2 separate regions of the Sus scrofa genome follow, and region 1 is linked to region 2. The links are chromatin contacts, called in public HiChIP or PLAC-seq maps. All regions are on one chromosome and are shown on one strand. The core of a region is the stretch at or near the end of the contact, and the rest is flanking DNA. Distances in the headings are between cores, read along the strand shown.

Region 1 (7,017 bases), core at 1,293-3,792, 210 kb after region 2:
AGGTTAAGGATCTGGTGGTGTTTTCATTGTAGCAGCCTGGGTCGCTGCTGTGGCAGGGATTCCATCCCTGGCCTGGGGCAATTTTGCATGTCTTGGGCACAGCCAGGAAAAGAATTTAGCTCAAACTTTTAACAAGTTGCTACAGGCAGACTGTGGTTTTGCATGTGGTTTTGTCATGACCGTTGATAATGAAACAGAAACATCTCTTTACTTCTGGGGAACAGAGAGGGAAACAACCTGATGGTATTTATGCTGGTCTTCTGCTAAATGACACTCTAGTTATTCACAGTGTGAACTTGCTTGACAGGCCCCCGTCTCAACTTTCATCTTTCTTCGGTGTTTCTCTCACCTTCAAAATAAACATCTTGCACTAGATTCTTCAAGTTCCACCACCCAGCATCCCATGTCTTCATTTTTGACTACCTCTTTCTCTAGGCTTTTTTCATCCTTTGAAGGGGCAGCAATCTGTCTTTCCTTTCTTGTACTTGGTCCCTGAGCTGTATTACTCCCTAAATGTTTACAGAGAGGTGAAGCAGAGTATTGGGAAAAACCCAGGCCAAGCCCTGGAGTACTTAACAATTTAAAAGATTTTTTTCAAAAAATGTTGTGACCTAAATAAAGTAGGGTTGTCAAGTAAATACGAGCTATCCAGTTAAATTTTAAATTCAGTTTTAAAATGGTATATTTTAATGTATGCCTCATGCACTGTTTCTGTTTGTTTTATCTGCAATATTTGTGCTGACCTGAAATTCAAATTTAACTGGCAATGCTAAGGCTTTAATTTGCTCAGTTTGGTCACCTATCCATAACCTCACGGGAATGAGTTGGCTAGAAAAATGAAATTTCATACAAATTTGTATAGGCGGTAGAAATTATTTCATTGAGAAGGAAGGCTTTTCTTCCGTCATTCCTCTTAATTCGAATTCTTCCCACTGTTCCACATGCATATCGGTTGCTGTATCCACTACCTAATCCCATTTTTTTTCTTAGAATTTATTAGATATTTAGGTGTACCGTTAGTATTTTTCAAATGACTGAAAAACATCGGGAAATTCTTTTAAAAAAAAAAGAAACAAACAAACAAACAAAAACAAATGGCTACCAACTACATTTTTTTTTTTTTTAAGGCCATACCCTTGACTTATGGAAGTTCCAGGGCCAAGGACTGAATCAAAGCCTCAGCTATGACCTATGCCAGAGCTACAGCAATGCCAGATCCTTTAATGCACTGCACCAGGCCGGGGATCAAGCCCAAGCCTCCACAGCAACCCAGACAACTACAGTCAGATCTTAACACACTGCACCACAGTGGGAAATTCCACTTTAGTCTCTGGCTTTCGCAAGTCACGGAAACCTTACTGGAGTAAGGAGAAGCATAGCTACTGAGGTTTCTACAAAGTCAGTTTGTTATTAGAAGAAACATCATAGCACAAATTTCTTAATCCAGGTGGCTGCAACAGATGGAAGGAAACAGTACAAAACTGAAGGATATGTACTTAGATCCCACGTGTTCGGTCCAGTGGAGAACATCTCTACACTTCATTATTTCTCAAGGCAGCTGGAGATCTGGTTAACAAGCACCCACAAGCTTAGAGCAGCTGTCTCTGGAGGTGAGATGTCAAGGAAATGTTGCTAGGCAACAACTCAAACCAGACCATCTTCAGATCATTACACAACTAGACATCCGTTGTGTCACATGTCGAATGCCTGGTAACATTCTCTTGTCACTCTCACAGTGGCAGTAGTGTGTTCTTAGTTACTATACTTCAAGGCAGTTGGAGTCCAAATTTCAAAAAATATAGCTAGTAATAATATAACTCTTTTACCTTTTCTATTTTGTGTCTAAAACATGTACTAACTCATTCTGAAGTAACTCATCTCAAAACCCACACTAGAAACAAGAGAAAAATGGGGAAAAAATTACATACATGTGCAATGATTTAAAGGCTTAAAAGATGTGGTAGGTGCACTCTAAGGAATCACAGGAAATATTTACTTATGAAACAGATAATGAAATAAATAGAAAATAGTTTCAACACAATGAGATTCCCCAAAAGGTTGTATTTTTTTAAAAAGTAATTTATAAGACTAAGATATTTTTTAAGGTTCTGCCTCCCTTCCTTTTTACCTAGCAAGAACTGATGTCCCCAATTTATGATCAAGAAAGAATCATGAACCCACAACCCTCAGCCACATTTGTGAAAATGGAAAGAATGCATAGACAGGGATTAGAGGATGGGGAACCAGGTCAATCTAGTATTTTGAAAAGACTATACTAAGCACACAGAAATTAACCTTATTCTTTCATTGCATTAAACTCACTCTAAGACTCTTCCACACCTGGAGAGTTTGGGATCAGTCCCATATATTCTGTGGTTCCTTTCAGTAACAAGAACATTCTCATTTCAGAAATTAGTATGTCCAATATAACATAAACACTTCGATGTCTTCTATCCAAACTTAAACCTCAACTGAAAACCTCTTCCCTCCTCCAGTTTACACTACTTCTGACCTGGAATCCTAGGAGCTGATGAGATGAGCTGTTTGTGTCCTGTTTTTCTCTCTAGTTTCATCAGTTCCTCTTCATACTAGCTGCTGTTTCTGACCCAGTATGGGGAGAGAAAACTGGAAGAACAGAGCACATGTGTGATTTGATGGCTGCCTTACTGAGTGAGTGATTTTGTGGGTTTCTCAGAAATCACCTTATCTGATGGCTACTTACTTTCTATGAGAGATGTTTTTCTTGAACTGTTCTTCCTCAGCTTTAGGGCTTTCATTGTCTAGAGCCTCATTGGATACTTTTTTTTTTTTTTTTTTTTGTCTTTTTGCTATTTCTTGGGCCGCTCCCGCCGGCATATGGAGGTTCCCAGGCTAGGGGGTCGAATCTGAGCTGTAGCCTCCGGCCTACGCCAGAGCCACAGCAACTCGGGATCCAAGCCGCGTCTGCAACCTACACCACAGCTCACGGCAACGCTGGATCGTTAACCCACTGAGCAAGGGCAGGGACTGAACCCGCAACCTCATGGTTCCTAGCAGGATTCGTTAACCACTGCGCCACCACGGGAACTCCGATACTTTTTTTTTTTTAATTGTACAATATATACAACATGAACTTTCCTGTCTTAACCATCTTTAAGTGTATAGTTCAGTAGTGTTAAGTACATTCACATTGTTGTGCAACCAATCTCTGGAATGCTTTTCATATTGCCAAAATGAAACTCTATACCTATTAAACAATAACTCACCACTTCCTCCTCTCCCCGTCCCCAACTCCTGACAACCACTATTCTACTTTCTGTTTCTATGAGTTTGGTCAGTCTAGGTCCCTCTTACAATAGAATCATGCAGTGTTTTTTGTTTGTTATGGCTTATTTCACCTGGCATAATATCCTCAAGATCCATCCATGTTGAAGCATGTGTTATATTTTTTTTTCCTTTTTAATGTTGAATAATATTCCATTGTGGGTATGTACACTTTGTTTATCCACTCATCCATAAATGGATATTTGTGTTTCTTTCACCTCTTGGCTATTGTGAACAGTGATGTTTTGAACATGGATTCATAGGAGGTTCCCACTGTGGCTCAGCAGTAATGAACCCAACTAGGATCCATGAGAATGCAGGTTTGATCCCTGACCTCGCTCAGTGGGTTAAGGATCTGGTGTTGAGGAGAGCTGTGGTGTAGGTCACAGATGTGGCTCAGATCTCGTATTGTTTGGCTATTACATAGGCCGGCAGCTACAGCTTTGCTTCGACCCCTAGCCTGGGAATTTCCATATGCCACTAGTCCCACCCTAAAAAGACAAAAAAAAAAAAAAAAAAAAAAAAGAATATGGGTCCATAAATTTGTCTTGAAAACATTGCTTTCAGTTATTTGAGGGTATATCTCCAAAAGTAGAAATGCTGGATCCTATAATAATTCAATGTTTAATTTTTTGAAGAAACACTATAGCGTTTTCCACAGTGGTCACACCATTTTCTATTCCCACAACTGTGCATAGAGGTGTCAATGAATCCACCTCCTCTTAGCACTTGTTATTTTCTATATTTTGAAAGTAGTGATCCTAATGGCTCTCCTAATGGTGTCTTATGTCACTGTGATTTTGATTTGCATCTCACTAAAGATTACTGATGTGGAGCCTCTTTTCATGTATTTGATGACCACTTGCATGTCTTTTTTGGAGAAATGTCTATTCAAGTTCTTTTTTTTTTAATTGGGTTTTATTTTGTTTTTGTTTTTGTTTTACTGTTGAGATGGAGGAGTTTTTAAACATGTGATGAATTTTAATCCCTTATCAGATATATAACTTGTAAATATTTTTTCCAGTTCTGTACATGACCTTTTCACTCTATTGACGAGGTCCTTTGATGCACAGAAAATTTTCATTCTGATATAGTCCAACTTGACAATTTTTGCTTTCATTGCCGGGGATGTGGGTGTCATAGTCAAGAAATTATTGCCAAATTCATTGTCATAAAGTGTCGCCCTAAGTGTTTTAAAAATTTTAGCTCTATGTTTAGATCTTTGATAGATTTTAAATTAATTTTTTTGGTGGTGTAAGATAAGGGTTCCGCTTCCTTATTTGGCACATAGATATCAAGCTTCCCCAGCCCCATTAGTTGAAAACATGGTACTTTCCCTGGTGAATAGTCTTGGCACTCTCGTTGAAAATCACTTGCACAGATAGGTGAAGAGTGATTTCTGAGTTCTCCAACCTATTCTATCAACCTATGTAATTAATTCTCTTGATGCCAGTAGTGCACTGTTTTGATTACTGTAGCTTTGTAATAAGTTTTGAAATTGAGAAATTTGAGACTTCCAATTTTGTCAGTCTTTTTTCAAAATTGTTTTGACCAGGATTGCTTAAGTTTCCACATGAATCTTTGGATGGATTTTTTTTTTAAATGATTTTTATTTTTTCCATTATAGCTGGTTTACAGTGTTCTGCCAATTTTCTACTATACAGCAAAGTGACCCAGGCACACAGACATATACGCATTCTTTTTCTCACATTATCCTCCATCGTGCTGCATCATAAGTGACTAGATATATTTCTCAGTGCTATTCAGCAGGATCTTATTGATTATCCATTCCAAAGGCAATAGTTAGCATCTATTAGCCCCAGATTCCCAGTCCATCCCACCTCCTCCTCCCCCTCTCCCTTGGCAACCACAAGTCTGTTCTCCAAGTACATGAGTTTCCTTTTGCATGGATTTTTACATTTCTGCAAAAAACACTGTTGGCATTTTGATTGGGATTGCATTGTAACCTGTATTGTATATTTTTGGGTACATTTCATAACCACCCTAAGCCAGTGTCCCAAGATAGGAGGCACAACTTGTTTCACTCTGTGATTGGTGGAAGTAGATTATCTCCCTTTTACTCCCTTATTTCCTTGCTCTGCCAGCCTCAGGCCCCTCCATAAATAGTCTTTAGATGAATATGGTAGGGTCAGGTAATGGACACTACTCCATTCAAACTCTAGGGGACACATTTGTGTCCAGAACTGGACCTTTGGGAGTTATTCTCCCTTGTCTAGAGATGAGTGGGAAAGTCTCCCTCCCTCACTATGGCTCACTGAGGTAATGCACAGCATAAGGAGCCTCCTTACAAATGTATTTCTCTCCTGTATTCAAATATCTTTGTATTCTCAAGGAAAATCATGGTTTAATATAAGTCAGCTTGGTTTCACACTCACATATGTCTCTCCTGCAGAAGTGACAGTTCAGCTGGCTTTAGGATGCAGAGTACTTAGTACTTCTGAATTGTCCTTGACCTTTAATATCTCAGGTGAAACGGAACAGAAAGAGGTTTTCTCTTTAAAAGACCTTGTTACAGTGCATGTGAGGAATTTTGATACTTCCTCTTTCTTTGTGTCTTGCAACCAATAAACAATGCCTGCCCCCACCCAGATTTTTTTTTTGAAAAACCTTCAGCAATGACACTATATCAGACACTACTGATTACATATCCCAATCCATTCTACTCTGCTACATTTTAGGTGGAGTCCTGTTTTGGGGGTTGAGGGATGGATATAGTATATATTTCCCTTTAGTTAGAGGTGATTTTATCTATACTGTTTTGACTGGATTTAATAGTGGATATCAATTTAACTTCAATTAAATACAAAAACTCTACACTTGTAGTCTCCTCTCCCCCACACTTTGTGTTCTTGTATTCAGAGTTTTCTTCTGTTTATATTGTGTATGCATTCACATAAGGACAGGTACTGCATTATCTTATTTATACGTAGAATTTAAAATTGTCTAACTCATAGATGCAGAAAGTAGAATAGGGCTTGCCAGGGACTGGGGGAAGGAAGAAATGGGGGAGATGTTAATCAAAGGGAAGACGATTCAGCTGTTCAACATTAATAATTTCTTTTTAAAAGCCGATATCCTGTAATGTGACTACAGTTGATGACACTGTAGACACAGTACTTATACTTGAAATTTGCTAAGTGGATAGAGCTTAACTGTTCTCACCAAAAGAAAGAAAGAAGGAAGGAACAGAAAAGAAAGAGAAAAAAGAGAACAAAACAATGTAATATATTAAAACATTAAGTCAGGCCCTTAAAAGAGATACACCTTTTATTTGTCAGTTAATATCTCAATAAAGCTAGTGTTTGAAGTCAATCAAGTATCCATGTCTCATTATTCTCTTTCCTTTTATCAAAATAGATGATTCTAGTAGTGAGGTTATATAGGTGTTTTGGGTAATAATCCAATTCGGGTCTCTCAGTGCTCAGAACAGAGCATACATTGTAGTAAAGATTCTACAATAACTAAGGTAGTATGATTAAAAACATCAAAAGTAGGACTTCCTGTTGTGGTGCAGCAGGTTAAGAATTTGATTGCAATGGCTTGGGTCACTGTGGAGATGAGAGTTCAATTCCGGTCTGGTGCAGTAGGTTAAGGATGTGGCACGCCACAGCTTTCCATCCCTGGCTCAGGAACTTCTATATACCATGGGTGGAGTCAAAAAAAAAAAAAAAAAAAGAGAGAGAGAGAGGGAGA
Region 2 (7,488 bases), core at 4,275-6,774:
CTGTGAATGCCTAAGGAAAATGCTTATGGAAACTGATGATGGGAAAGAACTTTCATGTCACTAGTCACCACTTCTGGACCACCTAACTCTTGGGAGAACCCCACTTATTTTCTTCAATTCTACTTCCTCTCAATTCCAGGATCTCAAGCGCAAGGGACGGTCTGGGGATGCTTTGCCATGGAGGTAGAGGAGGGGCAGGAAGGAGCGTTACCAGTGAGGTCAGAGGGCACGAGGTACTTCCTCTTGTCCAGATCAGGTACCCTGGCCTTAGGAGCCTTCTCCACGATCACCTGGGAAGAGAGGCAGAGAGTGGGGATGAAAACTGCAGAATCCAACCTAGTACCTGCCCTTCTACATCCCCCAGCTGCCTTGCCTGAAGTGGATTTGTCTGGGCCCCATAAAATGTTCCCATTTCTTTTTTTTTTTGGTCTTTTGTCTTTTTAGGGCCGCACCAGTAGCATATGGAGATTCCCAGGCTAGGGGTCCAAGCGGAGCTACAGCTGCCAGCCTACACCAGAGCCGCAGCGACATCAGATCTGAGCTGCATCTGCAACCTACACCACAGCTCATGGCAACGCCGGATCCTTAACCCCCTGAGCAAGGCCAGGGATTGAACCCACAACCTCATGGTTCCTAGTCGGATTCATTAACCACCACGCCATGACGGGAACTCCTAAACGTTCCCATTTCTTATTCTCCCTTACCTCTTACAAAATATATGTGGAAGTGGACTTTCTTGATAAAGTTACAGTTTCACTGCTGTGATAACAGGAGGATGTGGAAGGCATGTTATGGAAAGTAAAGAGAACCCTGATTTTAATTACAAGTTACCTGTAAGGTATACTATAGGATATATACATTCTGAAATTTAATTAGAGCAACAAGAAGATTGTCTGGATTTTTTCAGGTAGTCCTGAATACCTATGAGTTTTATTTCTTCTTATAAATGTTATTTACTAAAGGTATAGGTAATATGGTTTAAGTTTTATACTGTGTCAAAGTTTTTGGGAATGACTGCAAAAAATATGTTTAAGACTACTAAGTCAAAAAAGTATCAAAACAGTTCTTATATTCTTTGATATGATGTCAGTATAATAACCCACTCATCAATATTAATTATCAATTAGGATTTTAAGAGACTTCCAATATCTACATTAAATATTTCTATAATATATCAAGTTTTATAAATATATTTCTTTAAAGAAAAGGAAAAAAGTAAAATTTAAACTTTTTATACATTAGATTTATAAAATGCAAACTTATAATTGTAAATATTAATTTAAAGAATGTATTTAAATTTTAAAATTATAAAAATATATTTAGTATTTCTATATTATATAAATGTATAATATATAATTTAATCTGAATCTATTACAAGTAATAGATTATATTTTTCATTTAGGAAATATACTCATTCTAAACAGAAGATATGGAAAGTACAGAAAATTTAAGGAAACAGAAATAAGCACTGGACAAGTATCTCTGGTAGCTGTGTGACCTTCAACAGGTCACTTAACCTCTCTGAGCTACAGAATTTCAATAAGTAAAAGGAAGATGACAATCTTCAAACACATCTTTTACACAATCATGATACAATGAACTTGAATAATCCATTAAATTTTATGTGAAAAAGCTTTGTACATTACAAAGATTTAAACACAAGGGCTGACCTGGAGAAATCCGAAGGTTTTAAATTTAAGAGGACAGATTAATATAGTGAAAAACCTATCCATTTTTGCAGAGAAAAAGAATCCTGTACTAGGAAGACCAGGAGATAATCACACTTAAAAACAAAAATAAATCCAGTACCAAACTAAATGAGTCACAAGTACAAAATGTATAGTGTGAGAAATATAGGTGATAACTAAGTAACATGGTGACATATCATAACTAGATTTATGATGGTGATCACTTTGAAATGAATAGAAAAAATACCACTACGTTGTGTGACAGGATTTAACAGTGTTATAGGTCAATTACGCCTTAAAAACAAACAAATATACAAAGAAAGCCACAGCAAAGGAAATCAGATTTGTGGTTACCAGAGGCGAAGTGGGGGGAGATGGGGTGAGGTGATAAAGGTGGTCAAAGGGTATATAAACTTCCAGTTACTAGATAAATAAGTACTAGGGATATAATACACAGTATGCCAAATTAACACTGATGTATAATTAACACTTTTATGAAAATTGCTGGAGTAAATCCTAAGAATTCTCATCAAAATTTTTTTATCTTTCATTTTGCAACTATATGAGAGGACGGATGTTCACTAAACTTACTGTGATACTCATTCCATGATGTATGTAAGTCAAATCATTTGCTGTACACTTTAAACTTATACAGTTGCCATATGTCAACTGTATCTTAGTAAAACTGGAAGAAAAAATAAAAATAAATAAATAAATAAATAAAAATTGTAGTAGTAATACGTGAATGAGAAATTCAAAGAAAAAGTAGGAAAAGCATGAATTGGCATGACACCAGTGAAGGTCCAACGAGGAGGATGGACAGGAGGAAGCAGGTAAATAAAATCGAAGGGGGAGGGCGCACAGCCTTGTGTCAGGCAGGAATCAGAGACCTGGCAGCTCCAGCCCCAATCAACCAGAGATGGAAACCACAAGAAGGGAGCCAAGAAAGACAGCAACAAAACCAAGTGCAACTGTGACAATGGGAGGAGACAGTGGGATCTTAGGGAACAGGAGGGGAGGGGGAACCATTAAGGCTTTCATTTACCATAAAATATCCACATTTCCCAGGAATGCCAGCTCTGCTCCTCCCTAACGAGGGGCCCTGGGCTAGATGCTTTGCCTGTTTGGGTCTCTTGTTTTCCTATCTGTGAGATGTGGCTAATACTCCACAGGGCTGGACTGTGCATGAATTTTCAAAAAAGCACACCATCTCTCCCAAGTATTTTCCTGCTTTACTGCCGGTTTTCACTTCATTGTCGCTATAAAGATAATTTCAAAATCCCATGACACCCTCTGTCTCAAGGCACAAGCATGCCGATTTTTCTGGATGGCAGCTCTAGAGATGTGCAGAGGCTAAACCCAAGTCACGTGAGCAGTCAGGGTACGTGACTGCTTTAACAACACTCTGGTCAGGCGGAAAAGGGCTTTAGAAATTATTTACTCTAACCCACTTGTCTGTAAACAGGATCCTTCGGCACAGCCAGCCAGATTCAGGCTTCAGCTCAGAACCAGCACCAAATCCCAGAACTCAGAGCAGAGCTCCTTTTGTGTCACAACTAGAAAGAGGGCCAGAGGCTGAACATCTAAGGAACGGGCTGGAAGGATGATGGCTGGTTAAAACCTAACTGGAGGAATCATGAGATCTACGCGATGGCCATGTTACCTTACATTTTATCACGGAGGTAAAACACTTAACACCAGACAATGAGCGGAAAAAAATAAAATTGGGGGGATTAGCTGAAATATTCTGGGTGAATGCATGGAAATGACTAAAATGGAAACGGCTGTTTTGAGGAAGTATATGGAAAATTTAACTTGATTTAGGAATAGCTATGATTCTGAGTCTGTGACTTCCACAGAACCACTGGAACAGAGCTTTATACTGAGAGAGTTCTGAATAAACGGTAGCCGTTCTGCTGACTGGGACGCTTTTCTACCATCATACCACCATCTGTGAACTCTTAAGGGCAACTACAGTTTACTCTGCTATTTCCAATACCTAACAGTGTGAGGTATTTGAATTTAAAATAATTCTGCTTAATAGAACTGCATTAGACACTGAGAAAATAGATGGCATGGGAGGCCCAACAGCCAGGGTGGGGGTTCCCAGCTCTGCCACATACCAGCCCTGTGAGACCTTTTAGGGGGTGACTTCATTTCTCTGGGTTCGGTCCTTCACCTGCAGAATGGGGTTATAATGCTGGGAGGACTAAGTGAATGAATATTAGACAGAGCTCTGAGAATACTCCCAGGTACCTGGTAAGCTAGCAATAAAAGTTAGTTGTCATTTTCAAGACAAGCATGGGTATCACCTTTCTTGGGGGAAAATTTTCAAAGCAGTCATTCAAGGTTCAGAGACCAGGAAAGTAACCTGTGAAGGATCCTTTACTGGGTAATAAGGCTGGCTCTTTTTTTTTAGCTGAAAACCCTTTTGTATGTAATTCCTGGGGAATGGAATGGCCCTAACGTCTCCTCTACTTTATAGGAAAAGGACTGCAAGAGCTTTATAAAGCCCAGGTCGCTGGTGGGTGCTGTAAGAACATGAAAGTTAAATGAGGATTGGAAAGGACGGGAGTACCATTCACAATCAGAAAATCGCAATTCCTTTACGTGTAAATTATACGTAGTATTTATCCTAATTTCCCTGCCCGCAGATAAAGAGCACACTCTCTAGTTTCTAGTTTCTCTAGTCTCTGGTTTCTCATCTCCAAAACTCAACGGTGGTAGTTTCCTCTACCCCACTTTAAAGATTTCTGCCTTCCAACTGGGCTGCGCAGCCCACATTAGAGAAAAACCAGGCAGGAGGCAGTGGAAGGGGGTGATGGGAAAAACGCCCGGATGCAGAACGACACCTTAATATTTCTTCTGTTCCTCCTCACTGCCTGCACTAGTTCCTATTACATAAACCAGCGTCCAAAATCCAAGAAAAAAAAGGTCTCAGCCCTTCCTTACTGTGACCAGGTACAATGTGTTCAGAATAAATACCGGAGGAAGGATGGCTGCCCCCACACACCCCGTAGCCAAGAATGATGAGGCAATCTGGCTGCTGCTGCGCAGAGAACGTGACCTTGTTTTCTGGGCCAGGCCTGTCTTGCGACGCCCCCCCCCCCCACCTTTTCTAATCCTCACAGAATAAAATAAAATATCCACTGGCTTCGGAACATTTCCTTCCCAAACCCAATGCTATGAGGATCAAAGTCCACCTGATTAACGGATAACTACCTAAGGCCGAAACTGATGACAGCAAATCCTCTCTGTGTTCCCTTAATTTCCATGCTGTCTTAAAGGCAGCAAACGGATGATCTCCACCTCATCATTCTCGCACAAAAGGGTCCCTTTTTGAGGACATCCCAACCCACACATCCTCTGAATACTGCTGAGTCACTCAAACGTACGTTCCAATCTAAAACTGCGGTCAGCTCCAAGGATGGGTTCTGACCCTGGGGAAATGGGTTTTAAACGGGCCGCAGTCTCAATGTTCATTCCACTGGCTCTCCTCGTAGTGAAGGGCGTTCAGGTTAGGTAATTTTAGGGATCACCCTTCTTCTGTGCCTTCGGATAGCCATCACGACTTCCCCGCCCCCGGCTCATCCCCCCCCCCGCCTCTCTCCCCCTCCCCCTCCCCAGCACACTCACGGGGACCCGGTCCGGATATTTCTTCCGGATCTTTTCTCCTTCCTTTTTCCGATACTCAAAGGGATGGTCCTCCTTATACTGGAACTTCATGATGGACCGCAGGGTTTCTAAGATCCCCGGACGGGGCCTGCCTCCCTCGCGGACAAACGCGTCTCTCCCGTCTTGATTCCCTCGGCCAAACCGCAATGTGCCTCAGACCCGCTTCCGAAAGGCCAGCCCCGGTCGCTACGCCTCCCCGCACAGCTTTCCGAAGGGGCTTCGGGTCGTCTAGAGGTAGGGGACGGCCAGGTAAAGAATTCCCGGCGGCTTTTCCCGGCAGCTGGGAACACAAAAACAACACGGCGGCGCGGGTATCTTGTGACGTCACGAAGCCCCGCCCCCAGCCCGCCCCCAGGGTTCTGGCGACCGCGGTTGGGGGTGGGCAGGAGCTAGGTCCGTTTCAGTGTTTTCTCCTTCACTCTTAACGTTCTCGAAATCGAGTTGCTTGCAAACAGAGCAATCTTCACCTCTTATTTTATTGGAACTGTGACGTTAAGTGTGTTTTTAAAACCAAAAAAGTGTTCTAAAAATGTCTTCTTCCCTCTCTTTGGCCGTTTCTTGGTTGGGCCCTCAAAACAAATGCAGATGGCGACATCCAGTTTTTTTCAGCTTGTTGGGATCTGAAGTCTGGGAAAGGCAGAGACAGAGGTCCTGAGATACCTCGGGCCAACGCTCAAGTGCCCGGTGCTTGCATTTTGCCCTTCGTCCTTTGGATGGCCCTCTCCCCTGACCTTGGGTGCTGGGCTGGCTCCCTGAACGGTGACCCCTCCTTCACCACGCTGGCGTCATCCTGTTTGGGTCCCTGCAGCAATTTGTTCCTAGAGCAGCAACATAAACAGAGCGTGACTCAGGGATTTGAAGAGGATTTCTATAAGGTGAAGGGCACGAGGTGTCATCAAGGTCCAGAGAAGTGATGTCAGTCACGACTGCTAAGGGCTTTAAGCAAGTTTAGAGATAGAAATGATTTGCTTTCTCCTATTAAGCCAGAAGTTGGATCTGTCTTTTGGGAAAATAAAATATAAAGCGATTCCAGTGTTTAACCCAGCAATCCTCAAGCATTTTTTTCCTCCTAATGCAGAAGTGCACCGGAGGAGAGTATTCCTCTCCTAAGGTGAATACAAAGTGCTCCTTGAAGGCGGGTGGAAGACCAGCCCCCTCTTTCTCAGCAAAGAATCAAAAGACAAAGGCCTTTCCAACCTCTAGTAAGGACGGTGATTCCAGGGATCTGTAGTGGAGGAGCAACAGATATTGTAAAGGGTAAAAAAGAATGAGGAAGAGATGAAGAGTGAAGAGCTGCTTTGCCCTAAACAAGTCTAGGAAGTTCTAAAAAAGCATATTAGACAACAGCAGGCCTATTCACCTGTCTTCTCTAATCAAGGCCTCAGTATCTGATTTAAAAAAACAAACCCACGGGAGTTCCCTGGTGGCCTAGCAGTTAAGGATCAAGTATTGTCACTGCTGTGGCACAGGTTCAATCCCTGGCCAGGGGAACTTCCACATGACATGGGTGTGGCCAAAAAAACTAATAATGAAAATTAAAAACAAACCCACAAAGTAAAAGAAACTAGGTTGCATTATTAAAACAAGGAAGAAAAATGGCATGGCCTTACTTTTTGATGCTAATTATTTTTCCCTGCAGCACGGCATTTTTCAAACCTTATTTTGTATGAAAATCCAGGAATTCTTTTATCACATAATACATTTATAATATTTAATCCTTATTTTCAAATTGAACGTTTTAGATCATTTGAGCTTTGACCCAAATATAGCTAAATGTCTCAAAAGAGTACTTTAAAACAAATTGAGAGAAATAATTACCATGGAGATCAATATTTTTTAAGAATATTTTTTCCTCTCAAATCTACTGAAAACAATCATAGGTAGTTTAAAGCTGATTTTTACTTTTATTTAACCACTGTCAATTTATATATGGACAATAATTTGGAAATGAAATTTAAGTTGATCTTTCTGCCTTAAGGCTTTTCTAAATGCTAACACTTTATCTTAACACTGCCCAATCTGTCAGCCCCCAAAGCTTGTTTTCTTTCCTTGTAGCAGAACTCTTAAAATATTATACAGAAGTTAATTTTATAAATTAAAACATTCAATCTGATAAAAATGTTTC

Evidence for each region. HiChIP or PLAC-seq counts read pairs in DNA pulled down with a chosen protein or histone mark.
Region 1: an H3K27ac HiChIP or PLAC-seq map of alveolar macrophages shows a contact between it and region 2. The contact joins the promoter of LOC100623691 here to the promoter of GABARAPL1 in region 2. A contact is called at or near these places in 2 of 2 datasets of contacts at active chromatin or transcription factors (alveolar macrophages and skeletal muscle).

Annotation. Positions count from the first base shown.
Region 1 is chr5:61,975,641-61,982,657 of Sscrofa11.1, forward strand. LOC100623691 (C-type lectin domain family 2 member E-like) reads left to right here and starts at 2,543. Exons shown (of 4, transcript XM_021092368.1): 1 at 2,543-2,670. The coding sequence starts at 2,643.
Region 2 is chr5:61,761,903-61,769,390 of Sscrofa11.1, forward strand. It overlaps GABARAPL1 (GABA(A) receptor-associated protein like 1), which reads right to left and starts at 5,525. Exons shown (of 4, transcript NM_001190287.1): 1 at 5,325-5,525; 2 at 212-290. The coding sequence starts at 5,414.